Linked DNA regions of Zea mays: region 2 is linked to region 1. Evidence: chromatin contacts called from public Hi-C data. All regions are on one chromosome and are shown on one strand. Each heading gives the region's core, a stretch centred on a gene start, on an enhancer-like site or on the middle of the called end of the contact. The rest is flanking DNA. Distances are from core to core; before and after follow the strand shown. Region 1 holds the start of LOC100193983. Region 2 holds the start of LOC100284003 (ATP-dependent Clp protease adaptor protein ClpS containing protein).

Region 1 (4,862 bases), core at 931-3,430:
AGCAAACCAAAATGAATTCTCTGAATCCTCCACAGGCTAGGACATCCTCTCCCTCACCACCATCATGGTCGCCTCAACCATTGTGCGATGAGGAGGGTAACTGTGGCGGAACCGCCCAGATTAATCTAGTTTAAGTGCCCAGGTCCCACCACAAGGGCGATAAGACACTTAGGGCTCTCTACCTTATTTTTAAAAAATAATTATGATTTTAAACATATATACGCCAAGTACTATAGGAAAGGATAGAGATATGCAAAGGAGAGAACGAGAGAAGAGGGGATAGGCACCGGCTCGCAGAGAGGGAAGTAGAACGAGAGTGGAGGAGCCAGAGCCTCTCGGAGCGGCGACATATCGAGAAAAAGGAGATACAACTCTTTACACAAATAGACTGTTAGAGTTACTCATTAAATATAATTGTATGTCATGGTAACTTATTGGCATTATACAATTTTGCATTTTTATATAGGGGGTCACAACCAAAAGGTCGTGCTAAATCCACAAATTTCATTTAATTCATTTTCTTATACTATAGAAAAGAAATAAAGAAATAAACATTTGAATTCAATATTATTCCATGATTTCTATTTCAAAGCCTATTTTAAGAGAAAATCCCTCTTTTCTCATTCGCTCTCTATTGCATGGGTGGAAGAACAAGAATTCTGGAAAAAAAGAAAGATATTGAAAAGAAAAATTGACTTTTAGTAGCATAACATACGAGATAACCTTATATCTGAATTTACTGAAACAAAATCGGCTAAATGGGCTTTGTACCCGAGATAAGGAATAGATTTTTTAGATTCGGGCAGGTTCGGCTTCAGATAAATCAGGCATGAGGTTCGAGTATTCTGACCGGTCCTATCCTATCTCATAGTTGGCTGTTTTTTAATCAAATGTCAATGTACATGGTTGGTTCTTCGATCAGCTGTGAAGTGGACATCATGCAGTGATGCAGCTCTACCTTATTGTACGGCTGGCTACAGTCCTCGGCAATGAAAGTCAAACTCCATTACATTGATTTATTTAACTCTCTGCTTGCAAGCGCAGCCGATCGTACAAGTACAACAAACGTATCTGACGAAGATATTTTGATGTGACGATGTTTTAAAATGTTATTGAAAAGGTACATGATTGCTTTCTAATTTATATTCAGGGCAGAGCTACGATTATGACATAAGATGGACCCACTAATTCATCAATACTATATAGTAAATAAATATCATGCGATGTTATCAATTTTAAGACATGAAATAAGAATTCTAGTTCTTTATAAATTATTCTAGTTTAAGAGTCCATTTTCTAGTTGAATGATATATTGAACTAAAGTTGTGACACAGTAATAATACCAAAATAATAAATGCGGCATAATGATGAATGTTTGATTGATGAGATTCAACTTTTATATAATGACTCTAGTATTAATGAAATAACTAATAAACTTGTAAGAGAATTAAAAAATCCAACTAGTCTCGAGCATCCATAAAAAAATTCGTCAACTTGCGCGAATACATGTCAAACTTGTTGTGTACATGGCAACAATATGTAACGACTTCAGTTGAAATTGGTTGGTTTTACTATTAGCGTTGAATTTGATATTTTAGAAAATACATGGGCTTTTTTGAACAAATTATTTTATTTCAATCAACAAAAACTTCACAATTCATATCGCCCCCCCCCCCCCCCCTTCCCTCCGTCACTGTTTTTGTTACGACAAAAACCAAAAAAGAACACATAATTGGTAGCTGTGTACATATTCTATTATCAACTAATGACATACTCCATTATCAGTAGCTTAAGCTATCTGATTATATAGTATGTACGCCAAACGATAAGACAGTTCATAACTTACTATACAGGTGCCAAAAACATGCTATAATTTTGTCTCAGACTTTTGACTTTGCTGGGCTTACAGATGGGCGCGTTTCGTCGATATAAAAGTAAAGTTCGAGTCGACAATAAGTAAACAAGGAAAATAATAGAAAATTACATTAGCCCAATCTACTATAGCCCAAACATCCATACAGCTGCAGGTGGAAGTCGTCCGGCCCGGCCCAAATTGGCGCTGCCATGGCCCACCGGCCTCACCGAAAGCGAACGACGAGGCCCGGCCGCTCCGGAGAGAAGCAAGAAGAGGACCGTCAAAGAACCCAGAAACCGAATATTCCACGGAGATGAGAAGGACGTAGGATTTTTGCGACGTACAGGCGTCCTCCTTCCGCTTCCGCACGGAAGGGGAAGATACTGTCGGAATCGGCATCTTCCCCTCCAGTCCCTCGCTCTACCACCAGCAGCAACCGCTGTCGGAGGAGGGCGTGGTTTGGGGAAGTGCCGCAGCGGGAGGAGATAAAGCGTTCTCCAATCTTCCAATCCCCTTCGTAAGTTTCTTCTGGTAGATGAACACCTTTCTTCAGGCGAAGCACACGTGGTCTAGTGACAAGCGAAAGAACCGCTTCGATTTCGTCACGATTTTCCGTGTTCATAGGCTCCATGAGTAGAATAAAGCGTTTATTCCGCTGGACGGAAATTTGGGCGTGAAACGAACCGCCGAGCTTTGTTGCCATGGAACAGTGGAGAGTGGACTGAATCGATTCACTTTTCCCTCTGTTGTTTTTGTGACGCGAGCTGCTGAGCGAGCAACAGAGGTGCTACTTGTGCTGCCTCATCTGTTAGGATGGCATGGAATTTGTAGCCATTTCCTGGTTGTGGAAATCCACTGCAGCAAGCAATGGGGAATTGTTAACAGTTTTTCATCTTGTGTGCAGTGTCAGAATAGCATATATATAGCTGAGCACATAACCTCATAATCAAATCAATGCACCCAGGAAATCGTTTCTGCATGCCTAGGAGCTATATAAACTTATAAATCTATATAGAATAAAATTCTTTCATATGGTTCGGTGCTTTGTGTCGTTTGTATCAACCGCTGCTGCTAGTTCAACGCTACAGTGACATGTGAGGAGGCAGATAGCCATAGCAGCAGCTAGAACTGCCTGCCGAATGGGCCCACGTGTGTTCATGTAGACTAAGATTCTGGACTTGTGCCATTTATGCAATAATGCTGAAGAATGACATTTGTTTTTCCCAACAGGGCTGCCACTTGTTCTAGTATCTAGTTAGTCGTGAACCTTAAAATAGGTTAAATAAATACATGGGAGTCCAAGAAGATTCTAGGCCTTCTGGGGCCCTGGGTGGCCTATACAGGGTACAGTTCGTGGGCCGGTCAATATACAGTGATGACGAAGCAGTCAAGACTAGCATTATGGATTCTTCAACTTGTGAACCACAAGAGGATAATGGCTCCGGCCGGCGTTTGCTAATCTGGTATGTTTGTTGCACATACACAAAGGAGACTGTTCAGAATCTTGTTAACTCATGCTTCGTTAATGATTTATTTTGTATCTTCAGGAGATTATGGCAGCAAAGACCCCCATGCTTGAAGCCCATACACTGTAGCCTCTCATGTATGTGTAACCTATCAGAAATTCATAATGGCAGAATCCAAATTTTTTGGCATCTCCATTTATATGCTCCATTGTGTAAATCTTATCTTGAATCAGGCGATAAACATGTTGGTGAAACTATTGCAAATGTTGTTACCTCACTTCCTTTCATTGTTCTTGGACTGCAAACACCAAGGCAAGCCCACATCTGAATCACTAACATCACTTTTTTAAAGATTTTCTTTTGATTTGTTTCTTGATTGCTGCAAGTATCAACTAACCGTTATGTACCAGTTGTGCAGAAAGAACTTGAATACAACACTTTATGCTAACTCATTGATTGGAGTTGGAATAGCTTCTAGCTTGTATCATACTTCACGGGGAGACATCAGAAAATATTTGAGATGGGCAGACTATACAATGATTGCCACTTCAACTCTAGTAAGTGGAATATTCTCATAAGGTCCCGTTTGTTTCCTTTCATTTTGAGGAATTAGAATCTTACTAATAGAATAGACTATTTTTTTTAGAATGTGACATTCCACCACTTTCCAAAGTTATCATATAAGTCTATCTCAAATTCATGGGGTGAGAGATAGAAATTGATTCTATAGATTTACATGCTATTTTTCCGATGTACAACTTATAGCACACTCTTGTACTTGCTTTGCTATAACATAAATGTAGTATATAACTATTTCTCTCATATTATTTAGGATAATATACAAATATATTTTATATATAAATATATGAACTTAATTAGTTTTGTTTAAATTATAATTATTAAAATGGAATTCAATTCCAATGAAACAAACGGGTCCTAAGAGTATTGTTGAGGCAGAATGCTACTCTTTATGCATGTCCATTCTGGAATAACCATTAAAAGCTGTCTTTCAGAAAATACCAATTTCAGTAAGTACTTTAAATCGGCAGCATGCACATTCCAGTCCTTGTGTATACTATCATTACTTTATAGCTTGTTGCATGGACTAAGCACTTTTTAGTGATGTACTAAGATAAAAAATTAGGATGGCTTATCTGAAGAATTTGATGTGTTCAAGGAAAAAGAAGAATTTGATGTGTTGTGCATTTTGAAAAGACATATTTCATGCAGTGCTTATCAAGAGCCCTTCGGGATGAGAATCCAAAATTTCTGATGGCAGCATCAACATTGCTCCTACCATTTCAACCCCTGATGGTTTCAGCTGTCCACACTGGGATAATGGAGGCAAGTAGTTCAAAGCTCATGGCATCCTACTCTGAACACAATAAACGATAGTATGTTATATGTGTATATTGGATTTATATCATTCTTTTACCAGTCATGACATATCCATCTTTCTATCCATTGTCAACCTATTCTAATAACCACCACCTCAGGTTTCATTTGCTAAACGAGCATCAATAGATCCAGAGCTCAAGACG
Region 2 (4,862 bases), core at 1,663-4,162, 200 kb before region 1:
TGCATCGTCCACCACGAACAGGAAGTAGCACCGACCTCCAAGAGTCATCGACGTGACGGAGCCACACAGATCATCATGGAAAGCTTGAGCTGCTCCTATGCACAACACAAGACTCGAAGCAAAAATGGGCACCTCCTCAGCTTAGTGACCACACAGGTGTCACATAGCTGCTTGACGTGGTCGATCAACAGGCCAACCATGTGCCATCTTCTTGCACCTCAGCTTCTGCAGTGCCTTGAAGTGGAGGTGCCTGAACCGCTCATGTCAGCGCTAGGCTTCATCTTCACCATGAGCGCCAGTGGCAAGGCGGAGTGGCCAAGCCACCTCTAGGTGCAACACATAGATATGGTTGGGGCCACAACTGGCCTTGGAGAGGAGGCGATTGTGACGGTCCCAAATCCAGAGTATTCCCTAGTCAATCCCAACCCATGAGCCGCCTTCGTCAAGCCAGTTGAGGTTGTTGATGGAATGTGATGCGTCGAGATGTAGTAGACGTCGTGGAGCATCATGTGCTCACCGGTCTTGCCTGCGGACAAGATGGAGCTCATGTTGCATATCTCCACCAAGGACGAATCCCCAAACATGATAGAGCTTCGGATGCCACGGTCCAAGATGAAGTACTCCTGGATCCCGGTTTGTTGCTGCAGAGCAGCCGCCAAGGAAGACCCGTATGTGCAGCTTGTCGATTTGAAAGCGAGTAGTCGTTACCGCGGACTAAGGATGGGAAAGGTTGAAACTTCCCCCTTTCCTCTACTTTCTTTGAGCTCCAACTCGAGACGGCATGGGCCAGAGAAAGTGTGGGCTCTTCCTCCTTTGATTAGGCCATGTAGGCCACACCGATGCGTTCGTGCTTGGGCTGTCGGCAATCCTTAGCCTAGTGGCCTGCCCTCCACTGTTCATGTTGGTTTCATTGTGGTTCGCCTTACGTTCGCCGACGTCACCTCCTGTCTTGCCACCACGGCCTCCACTAGCCTTGCCCCTCTTCCGTGAACGTTGGTAGTGCTCTCTAGGTGCGCTCGTGCTTTCTTATTCTTCTCCTTCTGACAGGCGAGCCACTGCTCCTCGATGTAGAGTAGCTTGCTACCGAAAGTGACCGACTCGTCATGGTCGTCTACCAACTTGAGCCTTCCTATCACCTCCTCAATGGAGAAGTTCTCCAAATCTAGGAGTGTCTCTATCGCTCGAGCGATCTAGCTGCTGCGATGCGAGCCTCATGCTTCGAGGCTGCAACTGCAGTCCTACGCTATCTCGACGTCATAGATTACACCTCGGTGCCAGAAGCGGCGGCTGCCGATGCCCACTGTGCCTGGAGGACGTCAACATGACTCAGGTAGAACCCTAGGCTCTAGATACCAAATGATAGACAACCAGGGGATCCACATGGGGGGCAAAGGGGGCCATGCCCCCCCCCCCTCAATTTTTAATATCGCTTATGCCTAATATCTATTTACCGTTAAGTATAGAAATAATATCGCTTATACTTTCATTGAAACTGGGGTGATATAACACTTACTTCACATCAAATTCAGACTGGCGACCAGGAGTAGTTTTCTCAACTGGCCGATCAAGCACACCACCACCTTTGCCTGGCGCAGCTGCTGACAAAGCCATAGGAATTGCAAGACTTTGGCATCTTCCCTTGTAAATGAAAGATCTATCTCCTGCACAATATGAAGAAAATCAACATGAAACATTATACCAGCAAGTCTGCAACAGTAATCATGAACCTATGACATGATAAACAATATTCCATATAAACTGGAAGTCATGATATAGCTAGCACAGTTTTCTTTTGCACATTTGTGCATCCAGGCTGAAAAAAAATGAACAAAGATGGAGTAATAGCCTCATGATCATGCAACAGTAAACATGTCTACAAGGTTGAGGATTAGTTGGTGATAGAGCAATATTTCCTATGCATTTCAATTGAGGGTATGATATGGTGGATTCAATAATCATCTCAGTCATTTGGGGTTGTCAAGAACACGATCAAGAATAATCAGCAACTGGTAACGGCCAGCAAGAAATAATGCACCTGTGGAGATTGGCACACAGTCGCAACTGATTGTATACTTCACTAGTAGTATTAAGTGTATCTTAAATTTTAGATTTCATTGCAGGATTATTTATCTTCCTGTAAATGCACCGACTCTGCAATATAACAACTGCTAGTCTACTACCACTGATATCTGTTTGGGTAGGTGACTTAGCAGTTGGAGCCGGTTGTTAATATGTATGTAATCTGGACTAAAAATGGGAAGAGCTGTAATGCAAAACACAGTCCATGAATAAAAGCATACTGAAGCAATCAAACAAGGAACTAACAGCTAGCTGGTTGAAAATGCCAATGATGTCAACCATTTAATCTTCACCTTGCACACTTGTTCTTGCCACTAACTAGAACAGACGCAATAATTTCACCATACATCGAGTCCACGTCCTCTAGCCAACACAAGGCAGCCATTCTATGGCAGGAAACAGAAGGACTCTCTCTTCACAATACTGGCAGTAACGGCAAAATCCTTGCCAAAGTGGAACAGCACTCGTCGGCTCTCATACTCCGTGGAATCCCCCGCAGTTCTAGCTCCACAGGAAACGCGTGGACAGCACGAACCCTACTTGCCCTGTCGACCTTATCCACTGAAAGATACTAATGAGTACTAACTACTGAGGAGTACTCCCAAAATCGCATCCAAATTCCAACAAACTGACAAACCGGCGCCAGACTCGGGAGCGAGGGAGACGGAGCACCTGTCACGGCGTGGGGATTTGGGAGGCGGCTCGCCGCGGAGAGCGCAACACGGCTGGGCACCGCGGCCTCCATGTCGCCGACCGCCGTCGCCGCGCCTCGAAGAATCTGAATGTTGGGGCCGAGCTCAGCTGCCGCGGTGGTGATGCTCCGTGGGCCGTTCGACGTGCGGTTTGGAGGCATCGGATTATTTGTGGCCCGGTAATTTGGCAGGCGTCGCGGGAGGCCACCTGTTAGGCCAGTCCGCGGTCCGGACCTCTGGGCCACTGGTCTCTACAGATTTTTTCCCCCTCCGTTCCGATACTGAAACGTGAAACCTGATGAGGCTATTGGTTGAATTACCATTGTGCCCCTCCGAGTTGGTGGGGGCTGCCAATAATTTATTCACAATATATTTATTTTTCTACCATTATTAAGAAAAGTTGCTTTTGTAATACTTAAGTAGATCTGGCCCAATAACCACATAAGGACTTGTTCGCCTGCGTCTGAATCAAAGAGAATTAGGGTTGATTTGGTGACCCGGGATCACGGGAGGATTTGGAGGGGATTGAGGGGGAAATTAGTTCATTTCTCCCTCAATCTCGTCCAATCCCTCCGTGATCCCCTTGTCACCAAATCAGCCCTTAGGGCTAATTTGGTGACCCGCGATATCGGGAGGATCGGAGGGGATTGAGGGGGAAATTAGTTTATTTCCCCCTCAATCCCTTCCAATCCTCCCGGGATCCCTTTGTCACCAAATCAACCCTTAGAGAGGATTGAATTCCTCCATATTCAAAGCTGAATAGAAGTGGATTTAATCCCTAATTTCTTTTGATCTAGATGCAATCGAACAAATCCTAAAGGGTTCAACAGTTGTAGGAGAAAAATAGTTAAAATAGTAATTGATGTAATTTCTATGCTATTGGACGAGATACAACTCTCTTTATTTGATTGGAGATGAATAAAATATTGATGATAAAAAAAGAAAGATATTAGGAACCTAAATGGATTGTGACGACTAAGGTTGTCTTCGATGGATCGAGTAAAATAGGGGACGAGGCACTGTAGATGACACTGTTTGACACTGTTTACAGAGTGAAGTTTGAAATATGGGATGAGATAGATGATGAATAGAGGATTTGCTGGAGATGACCTAAGAGAATGACGAATTAGCAATTTAAAAATCTACTTTTAAACGAATACATCTAATTTTCACCTAATTAAAATGTATTAAAAAAGGTAGATATACAATTACGGTTTTATTAGGTTAAGTTATATCTACCGCAAAAAAGTTATGCAACTTAAGTTCTAATCCTATCACTAGGTTAGCAAGCTAAACTAGGAAAGTAAGCACACAACCTATATAAGCAATAAATAAAGTGTAGAAGCTTAATTCAGATAGAGATACAAATTCTTGTAGACAACTCTGACATTTTTAATTTATTGAGGTATCAAGAAGCCCACTGATAGTTTCCTAGAGAAGGTGAATAGACAACACTTTTATTTGCAGAACTTAAAACAAAATCGAATCTCGGATTAGATATTCTAGATCAAATAGAGTAAGGAAGAGGGAAGTTCTTGCACTTGATGCTCTTCTTGATTGTGGAATTAATATAATATAAGAGCAATATCACAAGTAAAGATATATTAAGAACTTAGAGCAAGAGAGATGAAGAACAAATTGTAGAAAGTAAAGAACACAAGACACATCTTTTTTTACCAAAGTTCGGCTTCGAAGAACTTACGTCCTCGTTGAGGTGTCCCACCGAACTAGGTCTCTCTTGACCTTCTCAAGTGATCCAACGATCAACTTGATCCCTTGGTTCCTTTGATTTGATGTTTCTTCTAACAAGATACTCCATAGAGATTGGAGACTCTTGCTAGCCATACACAATGAATGGGAATTAGAACTCGAATGAAAGCAAGAGGACAAAAGAATGCACACAAGAACACAACAACACTAAAGAATCAAGAACATAAGCACACAACTTGCAGCACAACTTTCTCTAGGTTATTTTTGCAAATTTGGGTGCTTGGATCTCTCTGGAGTGTTGCTCTAATGCTTAGAAATGAATGTGTTGATCTTGAGTGACTTGGGTTCTTGACTAGAATGATAGAAGAGTCATTGAGAGAA

The links. A called contact is a pair of places that touch in the nucleus more often than the background predicts.
Region 2: a contact with region 1 is called in a Hi-C map of leaf, with 8 times the contacts expected there. The contact joins the promoter of LOC100284003 here to the promoter of LOC100193983 in region 1. A contact is called at or near these places in 4 of 25 Hi-C or Micro-C datasets (ear, leaf and tassel).

The regions. Positions count from the first base shown.
Region 1 is chr1:218,919,975-218,924,836 of Zm-B73-REFERENCE-NAM-5.0, reverse strand. LOC100193983 reads left to right here and starts at 2,180. Exons shown (of 7, transcript NM_001139049.1): 1 at 2,180-2,372; 2 at 3,086-3,318; 3 at 3,403-3,458; 4 at 3,555-3,633; 5 at 3,740-3,878; 6 at 4,552-4,665; 7 at 4,818-4,862. The coding sequence starts at 3,146.
Region 2 is chr1:219,118,005-219,122,866 of Zm-B73-REFERENCE-NAM-5.0, reverse strand. LOC100284003 (ATP-dependent Clp protease adaptor protein ClpS containing protein) reads right to left here and starts at 2,912. Exons shown (of 3, transcript NM_001370566.1): 1 at 2,752-2,912; 2 at 1,514-1,661. The coding sequence starts at 2,824.